Linked DNA regions of Mus musculus: regions 2, 3, 4, 5 and 6 are each linked to region 1. The links are chromatin contacts, called in public ChIA-PET and HiChIP or PLAC-seq maps. All regions are on one chromosome and are shown on one strand. Each heading gives the region's core, a stretch centred on a gene start, on an enhancer-like site or on the middle of the called end of the contact. The rest is flanking DNA. Distances are from core to core; before and after follow the strand shown.

Region 1 (3,836 bases), core at 865-3,364:
AAGAGCCACGCATTTGCCCTTCTATCCAAATCTGATACCCTTTCCTGCAGGCTGAGTGGTTACCTGGGATACTCTGTGAGTGGTGCCCACTCATTTCCATCAGGGAAGCAGAACAAAGGGATGGCACTGAGCAACCGGTCCTCCTCCTCCTGCTGACCTCGGAGCAGGTTCTCCCTCTGTCAGGAAAAGACAGTGGAATTTAGGCAAAGAAGCAGAGGTCAGAAGCCTGTCAGCCTTCTTTCTGACCAACATGGGGTACAAAGGTGCCTTTGGTTGGTACCATACAGTCTGAACTCTAAGTCTAGCTGGAAGAACCTCAAAGAGAAAGCAATTTGTTCTGGGCCACATCAATGTAACCTTGGGTTGGAATTCAGTATCCTGAGGATTTACATATTCAAAAAGAAGATTAGAAAGGTCAGCTGGACCAACCTCCTGAGAGGGTGGCATCAGAGAGAAACCACATCATAGAAAAGAAGCAACCCTTCCAGTTGCTAAACCTTCTAACAAGAGAGGCTGGTAAGAAGGGGACATTACGCCTCACCCAGTGCATGATCAGGCAAGAAGAGATCTAATACTTTGGGAGACTGATCTTAGGCTGTGCTTGAGTCGGGGGCCTGCTTGATTCTCTACCACACAACCAGGAAGGCCATCCCTTCTTAGTAGTTCCAGCAGAAGCTGAGTTTTCCTGTAGGAAAAGGTGACTGAGGTGGAATTTGGAAGAACTGAAGGTTTCCCACAGGGGCAAGAGCATTGTTTCCCTGCTCCAGAGTTTCAGTCAGTCCTTCACAAAGCAGTCAGACCTAGATTCTCTGGGTGATTACAGAAAACTAGGGCTGGGCTACAAAGGAAACTAGAGCAGTGAGCTCAGGGCTAGAGCCCAGGCAGCGTGGTAAGACATAGAACTCCTCTATTACCTTTTAAACACACCTTCGTCCTCCCACCTCCATCCTCAGGCCCCACTTCTCCCTCCATCCTTACCTTGGGAAACTGGTAAGTGATCGTGGGCTCATAGTCATCCCCTAAACGCTTTTTCTTTAAAGAAACAACAAGAAGGTATTCAAAGAAGTGCTGGCCTCCAGCAAAGCTAGATGGAGAATGCTCCTGGATCCTTTCTGGCTCTGTGACAGCTTCCCCAGGATTGTTCTGGGATTGTCCTAAAATGGAGATGCAAGGGTCTCTTGAGTATTCTTTCCACTCCTCCATTCTGTAGTGCGAGCGAGAATCTGGGCAACAACCATGCCTCAAGGCTACAGTGCCAAGCCTGACCAGGCACCACCAGGCAGGATCAGAGCCAAGGGGGCAATTTCCATACCTGCCCTGGGAAACTTGAAACTGTGGAGTGACACAGGAAGAAAAGAAAACACTGATGTAGAACCGAGGAGCCATGCCATGCTGTGGAGGTTCTTGGAGGCCTGATGCCTGACACTGTATAGTCTGCCTGATGCAACAGTTCTGGGTATTTTGTGAGCCCTGAGTAAATTTGCACTAAATAATCAGAGTAGACCCATAGGGCATTTTTTGGTAATTATAGCAAGACCTCTGCAACAGACGGGACTAGCTCTGCAAACTGATAAGGCAATCCTCCTGGCTTGACCACATGGGGGCCATGTGGGTTTGAGCATATAAAGGAAAAAGAGGATCACTACAGCAGGAATCAGCCCATAAAAAGATCATCCGAAAAAGGAAGTAGGCAATCCAGTTCTGACCTGCTCGAAGTCGTGGCAAGCGATTTCGGAGCAGCCTGAGGGTTCGGCCTACCCCTTGTCCTTCCATCATTCTGAGCTTTGGGGGCATGGATGTTCTTTCTCCTTCAGGCTGGCCACAGAAAGCCTGAGAAAGTGCCTTCTGCCTTGGTCTCCAATCACAACTTTATTGAGCTGAGCCACACGCTGTCTCCCAAAGGCAGAGAGCAGTTTCCATCCTGTGTACTCCGTAATTGAGCAAGAAGGATGTGAAAGGACCCACGAGGCAGCTTAGTGTGGGCACTGACAGAAGCAGCATCCTGGCACTACAACTCAGCTCTTGGCTCCTCCCAAGAGCCCCAGGGTGTGGTAACAGAAAAGGTCATGAGCAAACATCTCAAGGCACAGCTGCTTCTGGGCCAAGGGCTTTCAATTCCAGTGCTTGCAGACCATGTGGTGAGTTTATTTACAAACCCAGGCAGCGAGGGATGCCTGTGAAGATCAGACTATGGACTCCAGTGCCTCGTGGGGCACAGCACAGGTATTTTACATCCCTCATCCTCCACTGCTCACGATCACCTTTTCAAGCAATCGTCGGGAGCTGCAAAGTCCCACCAGGCCAACTGGCGAATCTAAAACATCAAGGATCTTCAGGAACCCAGGACTGAACACTTCTTGCAGCCAAGATGCCAGATTGCCCTGATTCAGATAAGTAGACTTGCCCACTCATTCTCTAAATGTACTAATAACTTGTAACAGGAGAGGCCCACCTCTGAGAGGCCCAGATATACAGAATAGCTGTGAAGGTGATTACTTCACCCACTCCTCCCTGGCAATCTTTCCTGATCTAAGGCATAAATCTCTCTCACTATTCCAGGGTTCCGGAAGAATCCTTTCTCTCACCATCTTTACTAAAAGGAAGCAATGACTCGGGAAATCGTCCCCAGCTTAGAGTAGGAGCCTAGTTGCATCAGCAGCTGTAGGGGTACAGAGCATCTTCACCCCTCCCCTACCCCTGCTCAGCCTTTCCTCTGGTTGGGCCAGGACAAGCTAAACAGCAGGCCCAGTACTATGTCTAGAGATTGAGGAAGAGGAGAAAAGTAGTCGCTGATACCCTGGGTTATTAAACAGAAAGTCCTGAATAAGGAAATGTACAGGATAAGAGGAAGGAGACTTTGCCCAGAAGTAACTTAATGGGGAGGGAAGAAGTAAAAGGATCTGGTGCCTGTGTCTGCCACTCCTGCAAAGAATTAGCAGCCCTCTGGGAGGGAGTGTGTTGCTATGGTAAGAAGGAAGGCTGTCACCCTACTCCTAAGAGCACTGAAACTGTGGCACTGGTAAAATGCAGGACTCAGAAACCCAACATTGACTTGTGGCGGAAGCAGCAATCATAGTACAGATGATGAGAGTTGGGATCTTGAGAACGGGGAAGCAAGACACCACAGAAAGTACTTGTGTCTTACTTGTAGCCTGTATAGACATGTTGCATAATCTTTACTGGTTGCCTTACGGAGCAAGAGCATGCCTAGTACAGAAAGGAAAACCGAGGCATTAAGTCACTCGGAGGCAATTGAAAATGAACAGGATCTGTACAAAGTGAACGTCATAAAAAGTTCCAAATCCAGGCTCAGGCCTTCTGGTGTATTACACAGTAAACATCTCCCGGTAGGAAGAGGTAGTGGGTGGAGTGGGATGGGTGGCGAGCAAATGGCTTGGGGGGCCAGAGTCATCTTCCTGGTCATCCCAGAAGCTCAGGAAATGTCTTTTCCTCAGTCCTTGGGGCTGGCTTTTCACTCCATTTCCTCCTGCTTTATCAGGAGAAACAAGGGACCAGCAATGTCAGAAATCCCAGACCAATGAAAAGTAACTAAGACCTTTGGGCTGAGGCTCAAGATCCAACAGAGTGTTTTCTCCTTCTCCCCCTTTCAAAAGGGGTTCTCACAGAAAAGCACGAGAAGGATCAATATGCATCAAACTCCTCTATAGTAGAAGGCACCTCACTTGACCCGGATGCCCTGGAATGGATTATTATCCTCAATTTTAATTGAGGGAGGAGCCACTCCTCTAGGGAAGTCAGGCGTCTGGTTATACTTGTTCCTCCAACAGGAAGCCCCTCCCACAACCACCTGAAGGAAGAGAGGGGACTTTAGGGAA
Region 2 (3,836 bases), core at 384-2,883, 970 kb before region 1:
AATGAAACAGTGAAACTGCAACAATACAACCAGCTTAGCTGTAAGGGATACACAGGTTAGACTCTGCGTGAGGAGGTGCAGAGAAACAGACAGGAAGAGAGAGAGGTTAGAGGTCAGGGGTCGGGAGCGCTCAGGTGTCACCAAGGGCTGCAGTGGGTGGAGCTGAGGGCTACGGAGAGGCGGGGAGTGGGGCCGAGAGGGGATGGAAGCGGAGGCGCGCAGGGGCGGCGCGCGACGCTGGGCACTGGCTGCTAGCGGGTTACGCGCCTCCGCTGGGCTGGGATGCGCGGATGAAGGCTGAGCTCTGCTGCCCGAGCTCCGCAACGCCCCAGGTCGGCCTTGCGCCTCGCAGCGCCGCGCCCACCCCGCCCCGCGGAGGGTGCGCCCTGGTCAGGCGAGGCCGAGAGGAAAAGGCGCCACTTGGAGCGTCGCATCCTCTGTCATCGCGGGAGGGAGTCGCAGAGCCCTTTGAGCCCCATTCCTCTGGCGCCCAGGCGCTCCCTTCCCTAGACCACCTCGCGCCCGCCCCTAGCAGGGAGCCAAGGCCGGCGCCCCGCCCGGAGATGGGCAGACGCGCAGATGGCGCGGCTCCCGGCGGCGCCAGATCTCAGGAACCCGGCGCCGGGGCGCTGCGCTGAGGCTCCCTCTTGGCGCGGCCCAGGAAGCCTGCAGGTGTCCTTGGCCATTCGGCCACCGCCCGGGACACTCCGCCAGCACCCGGTGCCTGGCTCTTCAGAGCAGCCCCGCCCTCCAGGCTCTGCGCCGCGCAGGACGCCCCGTCTGAACCCCCCCTCGTCCCGGCGCGGCCCCCGCAGCGCTGCATCCAGCCCGGCGCAGCTCCCGGCCACGGACGCAGGACCCAGGCTCGCTGCTGCGGGCGCGCTTGTTTTCCTGCCGCCTGGTCCTGAGCAACCCCCACCCGCTGGTCCGTCTCGCTCGACTCAACCCCGCCCGCCATCGGTGCTCCGCGCTGGATTTATGAATGGGGGGAACGGGCCACATGCCCGCCACCGCCGCCTCGAGTTGACCGCACACTGCCCGGCCCCGCAGAGCTCTGGCTACCGTAGGAGCATCCGCCCGGCCCCGGTAGCCGCTCCGAGGACTTGTTGCTGTTACGCTGCTGCCTCCGCCGCTGCCGCCGCCCGGAGAAACCCTGCCGCCTTCGGGCTCGCCGCGTTCTAGGAGCCAAAGGGTGGCCCGTGTGAGTGTGAGCGCGCGCGCCGCGGACCCTCGCAGTGCTCTGGGACTGTGCGCTTCTCTGCCTTTCTGGGGTCGGGGGGGCGTGTCCCCGGCCCAGAGCATCCTTGTGCTTGCCCCTACCTCCTGGGACCCCGGACCCTTTGGTTTGAGTCCTCGACCCAGGTCTTCACCTCCTGCCTCCACTAGGTTCTGCCTGCCTAAATCCCAACCACCTGTGCACCACAGAAAGCCAACTCTTCCTGCTCCGCGCCCCGGGGGGGTTGGGGGGGAGGCAGGGGCAGAGCCACTCCGCAGAAGGGGCCGCTACCACCTCCTGCCTCCTCCTCCTCCTCCACCTCCTCCTTGTCGTCTCCTCCCCCTCCCCGTTCTGACGCTGCCTCCTTGGGAAGGGTGTTTGGAGGGCAGCGGCCGCCCCAAGCCGGAGCCCCGCAGCGCTTCTTATGATCAGCTCGGTGTGTGTCTCCTCCTACCGCGGGCGCAAGTCGGGGAACAAGCCTCCGTCCAAAACATGTCTGAAGGAGGAGATGGCCAAGGGCGAGGCGTCGGAGAAGATCATCATCAACGTGGGCGGCACGCGACATGAGACCTACCGCAGCACCCTGCGCACCCTACCGGGCACCCGCCTTGCCTGGTTGGCGGATCCCGACGGCGGGGGTCGGCCAGAGTCGGATGGCGGCGGTGCAGGCAGCAGCGGCAGCAGCGGCGGCGGCGGCGGCGGCGGGGGCTGTGAGTTCTTCTTTGATCGGCACCCGGGTGTTTTTGCCTATGTGCTCAACTACTACCGTACGGGCAAGCTGCATTGCCCCGCAGACGTCTGTGGGCCTCTCTTTGAGGAAGAGCTCACCTTCTGGGGTATCGATGAAACAGATGTGGAACCCTGCTGCTGGATGACCTACCGGCAGCACCGCGATGCTGAGGAGGCACTGGACATCTTCGAGAGCCCGGACGGGGGCGGGGGTGGCGCAGGGCCAGGCGACGAGGCTGGCGACGATGAGCGGGAGTTGGCCTTGCAGCGCCTGGGCCCCCATGAAGGAGGCTCTGGCCCTGGTGCTGGGTCCGGAGGGTGCCGTGGCTGGCAGCCCCGAATGTGGGCGCTCTTCGAGGATCCCTACTCATCCCGGGCGGCCAGGGTGAGTGGCAGAAGCCAGGATCTCCCCATCTCCGTGCCCAAGGGTTTCTTGGTGTTAGTGTTGGTAGGTCAGATGGGGAGGGGGTTGGAAGGAGACTGACGTACCTGGCAGACGATAACTACCTGCCTCCTAACACCCACCCTCCTTGGTCTCCTGCATGCTCCATCAGGAAATTGCACACACTTAACTTACTACTTGGACCTGATCCGAGCTGTCTGCTCTGGCACATGCCCCTCAGTGAGTGGCAAGCCTTCAACTTGAGCATTTCTCACTCCTTTTTGATCAGCACAATTGCCCTCCACAGGACCACAAAGTCCTGGAGAGCTTAAACTTGGCCTTTTTCAGGGGTGAGGCCGGATCAAGAGAAGGAACCGTGGATTATGTAGGACACTTAACCTGTTTCTATCCTGCCAGCAGCTCTGTATGCAGGCGCCTATGGATTTCAGAAAAGGGGGGGGGGGCATAGTTTCTAGAATACCTGTCTCATAAAGGACAGAGATTCCCCAGAACACAGGCCCCCTCTCCTGAGAGAGGGCATTTTCTCCTAGGAGCAGGCCATGTCCCAAGGCTTTCTGTACCTCAGTCACAGCCTGGCTGCTGCTGACAGGAGAGAGAAGTAGACAGGAAAAGCCTCCCACTTTAGGATCCCAGGACAGTGGCCGGCCACAAGCTTCCTGGTGATGATACCAGATTTGTCACTGCTCTTTTGTTTCTGCTGCAGCACAAAGTGGCTTCCCAGAAAGCCCTGGTTCAGGTTACACTGGAGATGAACGTGTGCAGAGCAGGGGAAACAGGTTGATTTAGACAAGACCTAGTGTGTGTCCTGAAGGTAGGAGGGGGCCCTAGAAAGGTATGTATCTATTCACTCACTTCATTCTCCCCTGGCAGCTAAAACCCCGAAGAAGGCTTTAGACTTTAAAAATAGAAAAGCCTGGAGGTTGGTATCTAATCTCATAGCCTTCACCTAAAACCTGTCTGGGAGACAAGGAAAAAAAGAAAAAGAGAAAAGCAGTGTGTTTGCTGTGTCTGGGGTATGCTCAGTGTGTTTGCTGTGTCTGGGGTATGCTTCTGGAAGCCGAGGCTGGATTGATTGATTCCTTTGGCACCCCAAGTTGTCATGCTAATGAGTCTCAAAGCCTTTCTCACTACCTCTCTTTAACACCCCATGGGCTGGTCCTCACCCTAATCATGGGAGGAAAAGTTCCACTTCCTACCCAGGGGAGAGCTCAGTGTTGAAGATTGCAGCTAAAGGGATGGGTTAGTCTGGTGTAAATACCAAGCCAAGGTAATGCATCTCCTACCTGGAAGAGAAAGGGGGTAGAGGTCTTAGCAAGAGGTTCCCTGCAGGACGAGGGCTTGAGGTAGCCACTGTAAGTCTGATTTCCAAGCCCCTGTCTATCTCCGCTGCTTTGTTTTGTGGCTTTGTCATCCTAAAATCAGCTAGGAAGGCAGGAACACAGTGATGCCCCTGACCAGTGCCCCTCTGTTGTGAGCTGACCACCCCTG
Region 3 (3,836 bases), core at 913-3,412, 760 kb after region 1:
CCTACAAAAGCATATGCAAGGTACATGCACTTACACATTTGAATATGGTACACACACCACACATACAGATAGATGAAACTGCTGAAAACCCCATGTGTTTATTACAGTGAATGCTGTAAAACTTGTACAGAGGGCAACAGGAATGAGGGTGGAAGATGTATATGTCCTTGTGTTGGTTATATGAGCAAGGACTGAAAATGTGAGCCCATGCAACTGCATTGGAGAAAGAAAGGCCTTCCTTCACATTGGGAAAGGTTATGACGAGGTCACCGTGGCTGGAGGAGAGTGAACACGAGTAAGAATACTGTAGATAATAGAATTAGGTAGGCTGAATGTAGACAGGGAAAATCAGTATTAGTCTGTGTGGTATTCATGGGAAGAATTTTACAAAAGGTACAACATAGAATCAATAATATGTCATCAAAACCACAGTTGTGGGCTGGGGGGATGGCTCAGTACATAAGAGCACTTGTTGCTCTCGAAGAAGTCCCAGAACCCAAAATGGCAGCTCACAGCCATCTAACTCTAGGTCCTGGGGTACTGACCCTTTTCTGGTTTCATGGGCACTGCACTGCACATATGTGGTGAACATATATATACATAAAGATAAAACACTCATATATATGCAGCATTTATTCTTTATGAACATCTGCTCCTGACATCTTGGTTCTCAAAGATGTCAGAGAAGATTAAGGAGAATAAGCTCTTGCCCTTAGTTCTGTGTTAGCTGACATGATTGTCCTCCTCAGGTTAGCACAGGCAGGACACTCTGTAACTGCTAACTCTCCCTCTCTGCCCTTACACTACAGGTGAGGCAGCAACCCCTCTGGCTGTCTAGGGTTGCGCTGAATCAGTTTTTAGTCATGTCAAGTAGGTACTAGCTTCTTCATTAACATCCCATTGCCATGCCCTTCCTTGTGGGTGGGAAATCCACGGGCCACAGCTATTAATGCAATTCCTGGCCAACTTGCCTAAGCATCACTGAGATCTTCCTCTCCAGCTGGATGGGCTATAGTTTGAAGGGACATCTGTTAAGGGAGTGCTAGCCATTCAGCCTTCCCAATTTGAAAAGTAGGACTTGGAGCCGTGGAGGTGGGGCCTGCCTGGCCCTTGTGCACTGTGCAGAGCTAAAAGAATCGTGAAGACACTATTTGATCCTATACTCCCATCAGAGTCCTAAGGCCTGTACCAAGAGCTCTGGAGTTCTTTGGACCCCTGAAACCAGTGTTGAAAAACTAACCAGTTTCTGGAATCAGAGTTTACTAATTTGATGCTTGCAACCTCAAGAGAGAGTCTGAACAATCGCTTCACTCAGTTTAGCCTAAGGCTCTGTGGTGATGACCAAGGTCCTTGGACCAGTGGTGGATCTGACTTGAACATGAACATGGTCTGAGGTGGCCAGGGAGCTGGTACACAGGGGTTCTGATGCTTTTCTTTCTTCATTTGGAAGAAATTTTGTTGCTTTTTTATCCCCAAAGTACTTGATAACAGGCCTATGGAGAAGGTGGCACCGTGGCAGTGAGGGTCTAGTGTAAGTAAGCCAGCCCAGTGAGTCAATCCCAGCACTCGTGCACACACACACACGCACACACACACTCCATCTGTGTAAGTTTCTGATGACCACCCCTCTCCCTCAACTTCCAGACAAGTGCCTGTGTACCTTTTGCCTTTCTGGCAAGCAGGGCCTGGTGGGGAGACAATGCCTGGAGTGTAGCCAGAGGTGGGACTGGAGGTAGAGAAGGCACTCACCACCCAACTCTCAATTTCCTTCCCCGCTACACTGCTCACCCACCCCTCCCTTAATAGTCACACTAAGGGGAGGAGGATCTAGCAGGCTTGGTGTTCTGGAACATCAGAGCATGACAATTTAGGGAACATCCTGGGGTAGGAAGGTCTGGGGCCAGATATTGATATAAAAAAAAGCGTGTCCACGAAGGTGATCCAGGTCAGGAAGAGTGGAGGAAAGAGGCTAGGCAAGAAGGGGACTTCTTCAGTAACTACTGAGAGAAAAGTAGCTAATCACCTGAAAGGCCTGAGCTGCCCAATGACAACAGAAGGTGAGGTCGATTCCACAGCCAGCCAGAATTAAAAGCCAAGCAGTGGACCAGGGACAGTTCTGTACAACAGCTTGACGAGGGGCCTGTATACTGTTTCCTGCTCTGACAATAACTGGTCATGGCTCCCCTCTTTTCTGGGGACTAGACTTCGGTGTTGTGAAATGCAGGGGCAGGGGTCGACTAAGAAAGGCTTGGCCACTGGCTGTTCCTAAACAGGATAAACTAAAGGTGGGCTCAGCTCAGAGCTCCCTGGGAGGTGGAGATCACACAGGCAGCAGCCCTGTGCTCAGTACTGGAGGCAGAAAGACTGAGTACTCACTAGCTTGGAGGTGGTCACAGGTCTGGAGGAGAAGTGAGAGTATGTGCAGAAGCAGAAGTGACTCACCAACCCAAGTAAGTACTGGGGGTTAAGTCAAGGCACAGATGAGACCTACGGGAGGGCTCTCAAGCTGGGGAAATAAAAGGCAGTCAGAGCAGAACTGAACTTGTTGGGACAGCACAGGCAGACCCAAAACTTGGAACAGCTTGAGGTACTTTGGTGGGTAAAGTGAGTGAAATGCCAGAAACAAGGTCAGTCAGGCCAGTTGGGAGTCTACTTGAGCTCTCTGACACTTGGGACAGACAGGAAGACAGAATCAAGACAGATCCCACACACAACTGGTACCCTTACAAAGCCCCAACTTTGGATGAGGACATCTTCCCCCCTTTGAACTGGCAGCAATTCCAGATGGGTGCCCAAACTACCCTGCCTGGCCAGAAGAGGGGAGACACAGTGTTGGAAGGAGTTAAAAAAATGAACAGAAGTACAGAACACTGACTCCTGTTGTCCCTGCATAGGGTAGAGTCCAGTCAGGGATCCTGCTTGAGGAGATGCAGAGAAAAGGAAAACTTAAGATTGTCAAGATCCCCTGTGAGAGCTATGGGGCACACTGATTGGAGGCCTCTGACCAGCACAGGGATGCTTTCAGGGAACCGTAGGGCTGGTGAGGAGAGAGGACACCAGTGGGAGACTGGAATGTAAGAATGAGAACTTCGTTGCAGGGACAAAGATGACTTGGTGATGGCTGCGTGGGTGTGCTTGGAGGAGGTGAGTGGAAGGGAAGGGTCACCCGAAGGGCAGAGAGTCTTGTCAAGTTCAGGCTTCATGGGGAAAAGGATTAATCTTAGGGAGCCCCGCCCCCCTCCAGGGTAGCTAGAGAAAAGGAGTGCTGTGGCCAAGAAGGTGAAACAGCTGGTCATAGAATTTGGCTCATTCATTTCCATCCCTGGCCTGCAATTGAGGCTCCAAGCTGTCAGGGACAATTGAGTCCATAAGACTTTGGGTGTATCCTTAGGGGAGGGGAAGGTCCTGAGGCAGTGGGAGCTCCAAGTACCTCCCTAGCCTGGCCCAGACTATCCTTCCCCATTTGACAACATTTAACATCCCAGGTAAGCCATAACTGCAGTGGACAAGACTACATTTACGTCCTTGCCACAATCCTGTGATAAAATGAGAGTTGCTGTGTACTTTTCAGCAGACCACCAGGGCTCAAAGTAAAGCACTGTTTATTCTCAGCTTTGTCCATGGTTAGGCAGGAGACCCGAGGATAGTGCCATTTCTGTGGAATTTGTGTGTTGGGATTAGCGTTCTCCACCACTGGTGTGTTGTGCTGTGTGCCTGACAGCATTCCTGCTTCACACAAGAGCAGAGGAGCTTCCAGCAGGTCAGGCCACATGCTCAGGTTCACACAGTGAAAAGCCTAGGTCTTGATTCCTGTCTATTCAACTCCAGATCAGGAA
Region 4 (3,836 bases), core at 353-2,852, 720 kb after region 1:
TTTTTTTATTATATATATTAAGTACGCAGCTTAATATTATACATATTAAGTACACAGTTTCTTAAAAGACTAAAGATCATAATGTCTAGAACTGAGAAAATAAGTAAATAAAGTTATATAAAAGAACAAACATAAAGACTTGTTATATATTCAGAAAACTGACTTTTTTAAAGTTCACTTATTTAAAAATATTGATACAGGATGTAAGCCATTAACTATTGCTTCACTGCCTTAAAGAACAATTTTATTAGTGCTGCTTATGTGGAGAGACGAAAACTACTCATGTGACTATCATGTCTTAGTGACACAATTCAATGGGGGCATTTTTATATTATGGAAAAGATAACAAGTTTAAGTATTGATCATTTTAGAAATACTGCCTAAACATTTAAATATACATTCCTTCCCCAATCTATTCTAATACAGTTTATGGACTATTAAGTCAAGCTTCAGAAGTTAAACTTTTAGCATTGATATAGTCAAGCTGTAAAAGGAACTGAGACTGGATTCTGACAGTTTTTCTTTCTTACATAGAGCACTATCTATTAGAAATGAGGATGTTAACTATTCCACACTGGAATCAGTTTCAAAGATGAGGCCAGGAAACCATGAAATGGATTGAAAAGGGATGAAAAGTGATGGGGAAGAGGAGCAGGCTCACCACAGCAGAGCATAGCAATTTCGTGGAAAACAAAAGGCATTTTGTATGGATTAAATTCCCTTACATTTATTGAGACTTGTATTTATAGTATAGAGTATTTACTCTGTTGGTAAATTTTTATATCCCCTGAAAAACAATATATATTCTATTGTTGTTGGTGGAATATTCTCTGAGTGTGGGTCAACCCTGTCCTTACTGGCTTTGCCTATTAGATCTGTCAGTTACTGACAGGTGCTATCATCTGTCAGTACAGTACTATTATTATAAGCAAATGTGAGAGATTTGTTTCTGTTCTCCTTGTTTATACATTTTGGTATGTTGTGTATTCATTTCCAGCAAATGTTATTTGTTAGATCAGCAAAAGGAAAAGTGAAGTTTATGGTTTAAACCATTGTCATTTCTAAAGAATCTCACAGTTCTTGCAAGGTAGGCCTGTTGATGACAAATCTGTTCAGTTGTTGTTTGTAGAAGTCTTTTCTCCCTCATTTTGAAGGATAATTGACCTAGATACACAATTATATTGCGGCAGATTTTGTCTGAATGATTTAAACATTTTGCTTTATATCCTTTTTTGTGGTTGGAAGAAAATTCTGATGTAATTCTTATCTTAGCTCCTCCTCCCTCTGGCTCTTTTGGCCATTTTACTCTTTGTTTTATTTTCTTGCTGTCTGAGTATCTGCCCAAGTAGATGTTTTTATGTTCACTCTACTTGGTGTCCTCTGCATTTTCTGAGTTTGTGGTTTAATGTTTTTCTTGTTTGTTTATTTTTTAGCAGTCTCCCCCTCTTCCCAGATCCTCTGCTTGGCTTCATCTTCAACTTGGAAACTAATTCTTGCCACCTCCACTGCAGCTGCTTTGGTCCATGCTGTCTTGGGTGCTTGCGGTTGTCTTCATTCTTCTTCCTGCCTTTGCCCTTTATCTATTTCATAGCTAGAGGAAGCTTGACAGCCTCTCTGCTCAGTCATCCAGTGGCTTCCTGTCTCATGCCAGCTAACAGCCAAAGTCTTTGCCATGGCCTGAAAGGCTGGATTTAGCTCCGTTTAGGATCTTCTAGTAATTAATCCCTATTGCTTGCCAGTCTTAGGGCCCTCTTTTTCTTATGGAAGTTGCCAGTCTTCTGGAGGCTTTGCCACCTTGCTCTTTTGCACACCTCTGTTCTTTAATTTCCTCTGGCCCCCACACACTCAAATACTGCTTTTGAAAACATAAACCACATCGTCCATGAGCTCCTTTCCCCATTTTGCTGCGTCATTATTCTCTGAAGTGTTTGTTTGTTTGTTTGTGTTACTGGGAATTCAAACCAGGCCCCATCTCCTCACTAAAGCATTTTACCTGCAGAGGAAATCTCTGGCAGAGGAGAATATGGTACACTGAAGAAAATGAATGAAAGCCAATTATGCTGGACTGTTGAGAACAGAGGGGGCACATTGTAAGATAAATCTAGGGAGGGATTTAGAGTTCAAATTATAATGTTCCCTCTTAGGCCTTAAGCATTTCTATCTTTATATTTAAAGGTAATGGTGGTCACTAATAAATCATATTACTCACTTGGAGGGTTATAAGGAAGTAGTTACTAAAGTGACTGATTTGTCATGTTATGAAAATCATCCCAGCTACTTTGTAAAGAATAGAGTGGAGGGGGTATATTACTTACTTTTTGGGGTTTTGTTTGTTTGTTTGTTTGTTTGTTTTCTGTGATAAAACACTGTGACGAAAGCAACTTATAAAAGAAAGTGTTTAATTGGTTGGGCTTACAGTTTCGGAGGGTTGGGGTCCACCATGACAGAGCCCTGTGGTAGCAAGCAGCAGGCACGTTAGCTAGTGCAGCAGTGAGAGCTCACATCTCAAACAGAAAGAATGAGTGCACTAGGAATAATGAGAGGTTTTGGAAGCCTCAAATTTTGACCCTGTAACATACTTGCCTCAAACAGGGCTACACCTAATCCTTCTCAAACTGGATTTACCAACTGGGTACCCTGTATTCAAATATATGAGCCTACACTGGCCATTCTAATTAAAATCACCACAGGGAAAAGACTGAGTTTGCTGCAATCAGATGACAGTTGGTTCCAGTGATTTAGGTGTCAGTTTTTGGTAGGTTGTTGATGACCATTTAAAAAAGAATGGTTGGAGCAGTAAACCTTCAATGAAATATATTTATAAATATCCTTAATTAGCAATTTTTATCTCCTAATTTTTATCTCATCAGAATGAGCTTTCTAATTTTATACAATCTTTTGATTCTATTTTGAGAAAATAGAATGTCTGATGTAATGTAGATCTTTAATACACATCCTAGAAAGCCCTGTGTCCTTTTGTATGTTTCTTAACATATAGCACAAAATCAAGCATCTCTATTATTTAACTTTCATTTACATTAGAGCTAGACTTGGTTTTGTTTTCACCCTTTATTTTGGAGTATAAGGCAACATTATAGTTTCAGATTGTTAAATAAACCATATGTAATAAAGTGTTGACAGGAAATATGACCTGAGTTCTGGAAGAGTGGCTGTTCTCCATTTGAGTGTATAGGAAAGAGAACAGGTGTGAGGTCATCTCCAAAGGAGAAGAGAACACATACTCAGTGGCTGCGACTCACTGGGGGCAGGGGGGCAAGGAGGCTGGGAAGTGTTGCTCTTCCCACACTACCTTGTGCTACCCCTAGAAACCTACCTGTGCTTTTATACAAGTCTGCTCTGTTTCTAATTGCTACCGTGTTGGGGTCAACTTTTGTACTACATGTTTTCTCAACACTACCACTAAATGCACAGTCAAAGATAATCAGAGAACCTAGAGTGTAAAGTGCCTCTTGCCTAATTAATTGTTATACTCATTTTGCATAAACCAGGCCTGTTTTGGGGTTTCTTTACCTCCAAAGTGAAGACCATTCATTTTCTCCAATGTAGCCCTTCCCTACAGCTAACCTCCAATGGAAAAGAATCCAAATCTGCTTTGGGTTTTATCAATTCCAGTTGGCAAAATAAACTTTTCAATGAGACAATGCCTGCAGGCAATGTGTTGTGTTGTTTTGTTTCAGCTTCAAAAAAGCTGACTAACTTTGTCCCCTGGTTTTGTTGTGGCAGCAAAGTGCCTTCGACTTCCCAGCATCACCTCAGGCTAGGGCCACTTCAATTGTAGACCAATTCTGTACCTTTCAATCTAAGGTTAAGAATCA
Region 5 (3,836 bases), core at 994-3,493, 620 kb before region 1:
CACTTGTCTAGGGGTCAGTAGGGTTCAGGGAACAAACAATCTTTCAAGGAAGCTATAGAATGGCCTGCGCTAGGGGCAGGCGGCTGAGACAGGATCTTGGGTACCACACACATGCTGGGGACATAGCTGCACAGGAGGAGTGGAGAAGGGAGCCCTCTGCCAGGCACTGTGCTAATGTTTTGGCAATACCTGCACCAAAGGAGGTATTCATGGTAGGGTGTTTGGGACCTGGGCCTTGGTCACTGATGCCACCCCCATTGCCTCTATATGACTGCTACTAAGTGATTGTTTGATTTACCTGGCCAGGCAGGAGCCTGAGGTACTCTTCTTCGAAGAGCAGATCTGATGGCACAGATACACAAATAGGCAGCTCAGTCCCCGTCACATCTTCTCACTTGAGCTGGAAATAATGGTGAGTCATTCTGAGCAGGAGGGCAGGTCCTGGAGGTGTGCTCTAGGACTGGATGGGGCTCGAGGGACAGTGAGATGCTTGGCCAGGGGCGCGCACCACGACTTGAGGAGGAGAGTGGAGCTTGGGTCTGAAGCCTTTGGAAGGAAGGAGGCAAGATGCACAGCTCAGCAAAAGCCTGAGTCCTCCTGGCTGTCCTCCGGAGGTGTGACGTTGCCTGGAAAACACAGCAGCAAGGTGGGACCAAGGCTTCCAGGCAGCTGAGACCAAGACTTTTAAGGGCTCTGGCAGATCCCCTCAGGGCAAGTGACAAGCCCCCACATCTACTTTCCATGACACTTGTGAATGAGATCCACCACAGGAGCCTTTTCCTAACCTCTCCTGGATAACCATAAGCTTTCCCTTCCCATCAGCTTGAAGCACTTTCTCCCTAGACCTCAGTTGCCAACAGAAGCGACCCAGCTTTCTTGGTGTCAGAAGACATATCTCCCAAGAGGGAGGGTTTTCCTCTCTGACCTTAGCCATGTCCTGGTAAAGAAGCAATCCTTCCTCCACAACACACACTCCTTCCCAGCTAGAGAGGTCCCACAAGCAGCAAGATTGCCTCTGTAGAATGCCTAATAGAAGGGGTCGCTTGAACTTACTCTCCCTCCAGGATCCCTGGGCCTCAGGCCTTGCTCTGGGTTGGGTGGCATTTGAGCTGGGCAAGCACTCGACCACCGATTTCTTCCCAAGAGAAAATCCCTCACATCTCGGCAGGGAAGCACAGAACAAACGCTCAAGCTGCCTGACTGCGGGGCGGATTGGCTTCACATAGAGGGGGAGCCTAGAGAAAGCTGGCTTCCGGGCTGGCCCCCCGCCGACCCAATCCCGCTGGCCCCAGAGCCGGGGAGGGGTCTGGGCCCTCTCCCATCGCCCGGGGTTCCAGCCGGGATTCCGCCGGGCGCGCTCCCGCCGGAATCCGCTGGGCTGACCGGAGCCCACAGCCGCCGGACCGCTAGAGTGTGCCACCTTAACCCCTTCCTGCGCAGTGCGGTGGGCTCCCGCTGCGGGCCGGAGGGCAGCCTAGCTGGTGCCTGCGAGGTCCAGCCGAGGGACCACCAAGACTCCATCTCCACCTGAAACACAGGAGCCCGAACTCTGAGGGTGCAGAGCAGGCGTCGCCAGGCAGCTGCTCCAGATCTAGCTTCCTTTTAGGCTGGAGAGCTTCACGGCAGCCCACCACCCCGGCCAAGTGGAAAAAACAAGAGACTGCAGAGAAGCCCATTTTACTCCGTTGCCGAGAGGCAAATGCAACCAGGAGGACCCAAGTGACTCGGGTCCTACCCACCCACTATTTACCAGCGGTGGCTATGCAGTCAGCTGCACTTCCCATCACCCGCCAGCTCCAATCTGCGCCCTCCGCCCTATGTCACGCACAGACCACAGGGTCCCCGAGCCCATTCCATGCACTCTTCTGCAGGAACAAGTCTCCCCCTTAAGTCCCACGCAGCCGGTGCGGATCCACAGCCCTTCAGGCCGACATCAAGGGTCGGCACCACCTCGCCCACCCAGACTACCGTGGTACCCTGCAGCCCCTATGGGCGCTGCAGCCGGTCAGGGATGGCAGCATGCGCAGCAGAATGCCGGACACTGATTTACCCTTGCAGATGGGTACCAGAGCCTCCATGTTCCTGGGTGGCAGCCAGCACAGGCAGAACCCGGACAGCGGGCGGTGGCGGTGGTGGCGGCGGGGTGCGGGCGGCCAGCCGGGAGCCGACTCTGCAGTCCCGCGGGCGGCGCGTACGGAGCGCCCGGCCGCCGCCCGCAGCCGCACCGCGCCGCACCGCGCCACGCAGCGCCGCACCTGGCCCCGCAGCGAACTCGAATTAAAGGGGCCGGCTGGGGCAGAGCTAGCGAGGTGTGTCGCTCGCCGCCGCCGCCAAGCTGGCCACTGGGTTAGATCCCTGTGTCCCGGACCCCCACCGCAAAGAAAACACCCCATTCTTTGACAAAACCTAGCTTACCAAACAAAACTCCGCGCAGAGCTCAGCTGGGTACTGCCTGGGTCGGGAGACAGGGGAGAGGGTAGAAGTTGAGGAGCGCTTGAGAGGTTCTTGCCAACATAATGAAGTAGGCAGGATGAACTGATCAATACCATCCCAGGCCCGAGCGCGAGCCAGCCCCGAGGGAGATGTGTTGCTATTATTAAGATGCTGCCAGACAGAATCTGCAGACCCCAGTCCCCCCACTCCTGCCTTCTGCTTCTGCATCCCCGTTTCCTTCAGTACTCCTGAGCCCCACCTCTCTCTTACCCAGCACAGACTCGGTTTCCCAGGACAATACAGCAGGTGAGGGCCTGGCCTCAGTGTAGCAGAAACTCACTGCTGTCTTTGCCCCCCACGGGGTGGGGGTTGGGGGGAACTGCAGAACAACAGAACTGCAGGACTGGCTTCTAGCCTTTCTGACTTCCTTTCCCCAGGGCTCTGGACAGAGAGGGCGGAGGGACACACAGTTGCCCTTGGGAGAGCAGGCTCCTTACAAAAGCCCTTTCACAGATCTTAACACCACCAGCTGGCCCACGATCTCACCGTGGGGGTGCATGGTAGAGCAGGATATGCCCTTTGCCTCGGAAATAATTTGTATAGGAAGTTCTTGGCTTAGGTTGGGGATAGGAGTGTTTTAGGGGGTCCAGATTGGCTTGCAAACCTTGCAAAAGCTCCAAGCCTTCACTAGTACAGTTCTGCAGGCCCCCTGTCAGAACCGCCTACACGGATACTCCACAGAGGGACTCATTGAAATGAACTTCTGAGCTCTGATGTTCAGAGGGGCTCTGGTGTGTGAAAGACTCTTCCCTGGCCCTTTCTGCTAAGACAGTTCTCTTTATGCAAGTATCAGAAACTCTGAAAGCCTGCTTCCCTGCAAGGGAAGGTTCTAAGAGATTCGGCCATTTCCCAGTGGGAGCCTATAAGGTGGGTGAAAGATTGGACCCTACCTAGAGCTACAAAGCTAGAAGGCTTTGGTGGGCTTAGAGGGAAATCAATGTCTTGTAAGACCAGACTCGTTTGGCTTCTGGCTCCTGGAAGATTGGCTATGAAGATCGGTTGTCAATGCAGGATCCAGAGTCTAGCCTGGGTGTTTCACTTGCCAAATTCAAACTTCAATTTCTGTCAAGTTATTGGATAAGTAAATTTGCTGCAGAAGAAGCAACCTGTCAGTGGTAAACTGTGCATGAAGAGTTTATCTCTAACAATCACCTAAAAAACAATGGTTTCTGGTGCCCTGTCTGCTCTCAGATCTCTTAGGCTTCCGTTTGTGTTTCTCTTTGTACCTAACCACTGGGCTGTGTTTCTTATTCATCCTGCTTTCTACCGTAGTCTCAGCTATTCAGCAGAAACAACCTACAGTGCTCAGCTATGTACTCCTTCTGGATGGTTCCCCTGAGGGT
Region 6 (3,836 bases), core at 446-2,945, 580 kb before region 1:
TCGATGGAACTAGAAAATATTATCCTGAGTGAGGTAACGCAATCAGAAAAGAACACACATGGCACATGCTCACTGATAAGTGGACATTAGCACAGAAGTTCAGAGTCTACACTCTTAGGGAAACCTGATTATTCCTCTCCCGGAGTCATCAGTTGACAATAGTTCATTGGCTAAAGATGGGATTAAGTGCTTACCCCCTCTCCATCCTGAGATTTGGCCTGGCTTGTGCTTGCATATGTCTTGTGCATGCTGCCACAGCCACTGTGAGTTCATATATACAACTGCCCTGCTGTGTCTAGAAGACAGTTTTCTTGTAGTTATCACTGTCTTGGCTCTTACCATCCTTCCACTCCTTCCACAGTGACCCCTGAGCCTCAGGAGAAGAGGGAGATCTTTCATTTAGGGCTCAGCATTGGCCAGTCTCTTCTCTGCTTTTTGGCCAGTTGTGGGGTTTTTGAGGCCAGTTCTTTCCAAAGACTTCTTGGAACTCTGGCATGGGTTAGGAGAGGGGATTCACTTTCCCAGTCTGAAATGAAGCTGGAATCACCCAACACGGACACATTCAGACACCTAGGAGAGAAGGAGAGCATAAAAGATAGAAGCCCGTTCTTTTCCTGAAGTTTTGACAGAAGTCACACAAGCGCATATAAAAAAATCATCTGGGGGAGGGGCACAAAGCTCAGAGGTGTCTGAATCATGAAAGGGCTTTTCCTCACTACTCACTTTGTTTTGTCCTTAACCCTCAGAATCTAACACACTTACTACTCTTTTATTTTCCTGATTGTTACTAAGACTTTTGGGGGTGGCGTGTTTCATTTAGTCAGAATATTTAACAAACATGATGTTTGGATCAAAATACAAGTGATGTTGAGCCAAATGAAGGCTCGATTATTAAAATATTAGCTGGGAATTTCAACTTCCACTTAAAAGTATTGCTTTCCCACTATAAATCTCTGACAAGCTCTTATTTCAGTAGAAGCTTTGTTAAAAAGAAAAACAGAAGCAGACCATACTCTTGACATGCTTTTAACAACTAACAATAATGGTGATACACAACAGCTGCAAGCTTGCTTCTGAATTACCAGTGGAATTAAAGGCCTGATTGTAAGATGGGAGGGTTAGCTATTGGTAGGATGAATCAGCCTGTGACTCATAGTTGTGAGTCATGTGACTTCAAAGTCCTGGTAGTTGCAAGCTTCTCTTAGAGGGATGGGCAAATTGTGAAGAAATATGTTAAACTAGAAAAAACGTAAAGTAGACTTCCTCTCTGGATTTTAGGTTAACTGTGACTCAAAAAGTGAGGTAAGACATCTGTGTGTGATCATTTTATTAGAATGATTATTTCAGTTCAGATAACTAGCCATGTAATCTGTTCCCTTTAGCACAGGGAAGCTTTCTATCTTAGTGTGTAAAAGTTGTCATTGCCTCCAGATTCTTAAACCTGTTCAGTCTCAAAAGACTCAAAACTTGAGATCTGTTGATGCCAGCTAAGGAGTAATTAATTGCTCTGATAGTAATGCTTTTGAAGAATGCCAGTTCATTCAACCAGTGACAATTCAGACTGGGGATAGGAGAGTGTGATAGGTTGTGCATGAAGACACATTTCCAGATGCAAAGTTTGCTGTAGTGCTAGGGAGCTTAGAGACACCAAAAAGGTTTGAACTGAAACCACATAACTGGATTCCGGATGAAAGACTTCTCAGCTGACAGACGCTTACTAGGAAGAGACAAGAAGAGACTTATCTGAGAATACCGCAACCTATCCTTAGGACAGAAGAGCTTTGCCTCTCCAGAGCTTCTGGGAGCCCTTTAAAGTAGCCACCTCACAATTTGTCATTGAACAAGTCCCCAGCACCAGTCACACTAATTACATCCCACTCCTTGCCTCTCTGACTCCCGTTTCATTGACCTGAGAGCTTTGAGATGAATAGGGTATCGAGACCCATTTGCGAGTCCCAGAGTTAGTTTTTCTTTCCAAGAATCTATATTCTTCATTCATGCAGATAGAAACATCCTTATTTTCTGTTTTGTGGAGGAGTTTACCTAGAATTACCAGCAACTAAAGTCTTATTCTGTCACCTTTTATTTTGGTAGTATGTATTAATTGCATGCATCAGTGGAGTTAAGTGAGAGACTTTCAGTACTTGTAACAGTAAGCCCTGATCCGGTTTTCTTCTATCTACTCTGTCCTCAGTCTTCCCAACCTGTATTTATCATTAGTCCACATCTGGGTTGACTGTGTTGTAGAGCTTTCACATAGGAGAAAGAATGCACTGTACTTTCCCTTTATGTCTGGTTTATGTCAGCTAAGGCCCCCCTAATGCTGCCCATTCTACTGTACACACAGCTAGCACATTTTGTCTATTTAATTGCTGATGGGCACTGGGCTGATTGCATAACTTAGCTATTGTGACTAGTACAGCAACAAACACCAGGAGGTGGCATCTCTTTGATATGCTAATTTCATTTCCTTTGGATAGACACCTAGAGGTGGAGTAACTGGGTCATGTGGTAGATCTAGTTTTAGTTTTTGGAGGAGCCTCAGTACTGGTCTCTATTACGGCTATCTTATTTTATATTCTCACTGACTGTGTATCATTTTTCTTCACATCCTTGCCAGAATTTTCCATTTTGTGTTTGGTGTTTGGAGCCTCAAGTAGGCTAATTTCTAGTAGATTTCACAGGAATGAGAGAATGTGTGTATATTTTTAACTGAAAGTCATTTTGACTGGAATTTATAGAGAAATCAATGGCTGAATCCTTTATAGTTTAAACACAAGAGCCCTTATCTGAGCAGAATACTTCAAAGGATTGGAGATTAAAGTATGAAGTCTAGAAACTACTGGAAATGTTTAAATATTGAGGATAAAATTACACTTGAGATGAAATCTGATAGCCTGATTCTAAGCCAGAAAGCTTAAAATGAGGACCCAAAGGTTCTTGGAATAATAAAGTTCCTCTTCTCCAGCAACTACACGAGGTAAGAGTGGCTGACTTGAAAATACAGATTAATTTCCTCAACCATGTTCATGTTTTAAAATTAAGAGAGAAAATTTCCAAGAGAGAAACATTTAGAGTTAGAATTCAAAATACGGCAATAGTTTGAAATATTTTCAAGAAGCTTTTTTTACTGCTTAACAATTATAATCTATTGACTCTTCTCTCTTCTCTTCTCTTCTCTTCTCTTCTCTTCTCTTCTCTTCTCTTCTCTTCTCTTCTCTTCTCTTCTCTTCTCTTCTCTTCTCCTCTCCTCTCCTCTCCTCTCCTCTCCTCTCCTCTCCTCTCCTCTCCTCTCCTCTCCTCTCCTCTCCTCTCCTCTCCCCTTTCCTTTTCTGTTCATTTGTTTTTGAGACATGATTTTGTAGTTCAGGCTGGTCTCGAACTCTCTTTGTAGTTGAGGATGATCTTGAACTCTGATTCTTCAGCCTCTACTGCCCAAGTGCTGGTATTAAGAGCATGTGTCACCATGTGGAGCTAAAGATTACTTTAGACTGTAGCACCATGCCAGGCATGGTGGATTGTGAACAGATTTCATGTATTACCAAGCTCCATGATAATCAAAATTAAATGCATGAATATTATGCATTATATTAGAATACTTAATATTTTTTATATTTATTACTAATATGTATTGTCAATTTGTATCCAATATAGACATTTATTATGATTTCAGTCAAGTGTTTAATACATAAATATAAAATAAATTTCCAAATTAATAAAACCAAACAAAAAAGTTTCCTACTGCTAAGACAATTACCTGGTTTCTTCAGACTATATTTGCCTTATTAATCTAGTGTTGGAAGCATCAACACATAGCACATTTTCCACCTACACAA

The links. HiChIP or PLAC-seq counts read pairs in DNA pulled down with a chosen protein or histone mark. ChIA-PET counts read pairs in DNA pulled down with a chosen protein or histone mark.
Region 2: a contact with region 1 is called in an SMC1A HiChIP or PLAC-seq map of large pre-B cells, with 9 times the contacts expected there. The contact joins the promoter of Kcnc4 here to the promoter of 2010016I18Rik in region 1.
Region 3: a contact with region 1 is called in an H3K27ac HiChIP or PLAC-seq map of regulatory T cells, with 5 times the contacts expected there. The contact joins the enhancer-like site here to the promoter of 2010016I18Rik in region 1. A contact is called at or near these places in 1 of 39 promoter capture datasets (the C10 cell line), 3 of 115 datasets of contacts at active chromatin or transcription factors (bone marrow-derived macrophages, hepatocytes and regulatory T cells) and 2 of 9 other capture datasets (adipose tissue and macrophages).
Region 4: an RNA polymerase II ChIA-PET map of effector CD8 T cells shows a contact between it and region 1, with 32 read pairs. The contact joins the enhancer-like site here to the promoter of 2010016I18Rik in region 1. A contact is called at or near these places in 1 of 39 promoter capture datasets (liver) and 6 of 115 datasets of contacts at active chromatin or transcription factors (the 230-238 cell line, bone marrow-derived macrophages, effector CD8 T cells and 3 more).
Region 5: an H3K4me3 HiChIP or PLAC-seq map of bone marrow-derived macrophages shows a contact between it and region 1, with 5 times the contacts expected there. The contact joins the promoter of Kcna2 here to the promoter of 2010016I18Rik in region 1. A contact is called at or near these places in 4 of 39 promoter capture datasets (the C10 cell line, embryonic stem cells, pre-B cells and 1 more), 1 of 484 Hi-C or Micro-C datasets (bone marrow-derived macrophages), 6 of 115 datasets of contacts at active chromatin or transcription factors (T-cell acute lymphoblastic leukemia, acute myeloid leukemia, bone marrow-derived macrophages and 3 more) and 3 of 9 other capture datasets (adipose tissue, liver and macrophages).
Region 6: a contact with region 1 is called in an H3K4me3 HiChIP or PLAC-seq map of bone marrow-derived macrophages, with 2.6 times the contacts expected there. The contact joins the enhancer-like site here to the promoter of 2010016I18Rik in region 1. A contact is called at or near these places in 6 of 39 promoter capture datasets (the C10 cell line, cranial neural crest, embryonic stem cells and 3 more), 1 of 484 Hi-C or Micro-C datasets (Th1 cells), 4 of 115 datasets of contacts at active chromatin or transcription factors (the 230-238 cell line, acute myeloid leukemia, bone marrow-derived macrophages and 1 more) and 2 of 9 other capture datasets (adipose tissue and macrophages).

Annotation. Positions count from the first base shown.
Region 1 is chr3:106,484,191-106,488,026 of GRCm38.p6, reverse strand. 2010016I18Rik (RIKEN cDNA 2010016I18 gene) reads left to right here and starts at 2,114. Exons shown (of 2, transcript NR_033207.1): 1 at 2,114-2,223. It overlaps Dennd2d (DENN/MADD domain containing 2D), which reads right to left and starts at 1,987. Exons shown (of 12, transcript NM_028110.2): 1 at 1,707-1,987; 2 at 979-1,154; 3 at 64-176. The coding sequence starts at 1,794.
Region 2 is chr3:107,456,695-107,460,530 of GRCm38.p6, reverse strand. It overlaps Kcnc4 (potassium voltage gated channel, Shaw-related subfamily, member 4), which reads left to right and starts at 1,633. Exons shown (of 4, transcript NM_145922.3): 1 at 1,633-2,330. The coding sequence starts at 1,641.
Region 3 is chr3:105,720,592-105,724,427 of GRCm38.p6, reverse strand. Inka2 (inka box actin regulator 2) reads right to left here. Exons shown (of 2, transcript NM_175398.4): 2 at 3,586-3,836. Among named protein-coding and RNA genes, the nearest start is that of Inka2, 18 kb to the right of the region's middle. Within about 2 kb of position 2,162, at least 47 of the 459 cell types and tissues checked have an H3K27ac peak or open chromatin away from gene starts, as enhancers often do. A contact at or near this core is called in bone marrow-derived macrophages and regulatory T cells, where this site is marked.
Region 4 is chr3:105,761,402-105,765,237 of GRCm38.p6, reverse strand. All of the region lies in intron 1 of Rap1a (RAS-related protein 1a), which reads left to right. Among named protein-coding and RNA genes, the nearest start is that of Rap1a, 38 kb to the left of the region's middle. Within about 2 kb of position 1,602, at least 80 of the 459 cell types and tissues checked have an H3K27ac peak or open chromatin away from gene starts, as enhancers often do. A contact at or near this core is called in the 230-238 cell line, bone marrow-derived macrophages, effector CD8 T cells and 4 more, where this site is marked.
Region 5 is chr3:107,099,974-107,103,809 of GRCm38.p6, reverse strand. Kcna2 (potassium voltage-gated channel, shaker-related subfamily, member 2) reads right to left here and starts at 2,243. Exons shown (of 3, transcript NM_008417.5): 1 at 2,051-2,243; 2 at 299-626.
Region 6 is chr3:107,060,265-107,064,100 of GRCm38.p6, reverse strand. All of the region lies in intron 2 of Gm38712 (a long non-coding RNA gene), which reads left to right. Among named protein-coding and RNA genes, the nearest start is that of AI504432, 23 kb to the right of the region's middle. Within about 2 kb of position 1,695, at least 46 of the 459 cell types and tissues checked have an H3K27ac peak or open chromatin away from gene starts, as enhancers often do. A contact at or near this core is called in bone marrow-derived macrophages, where this site is marked.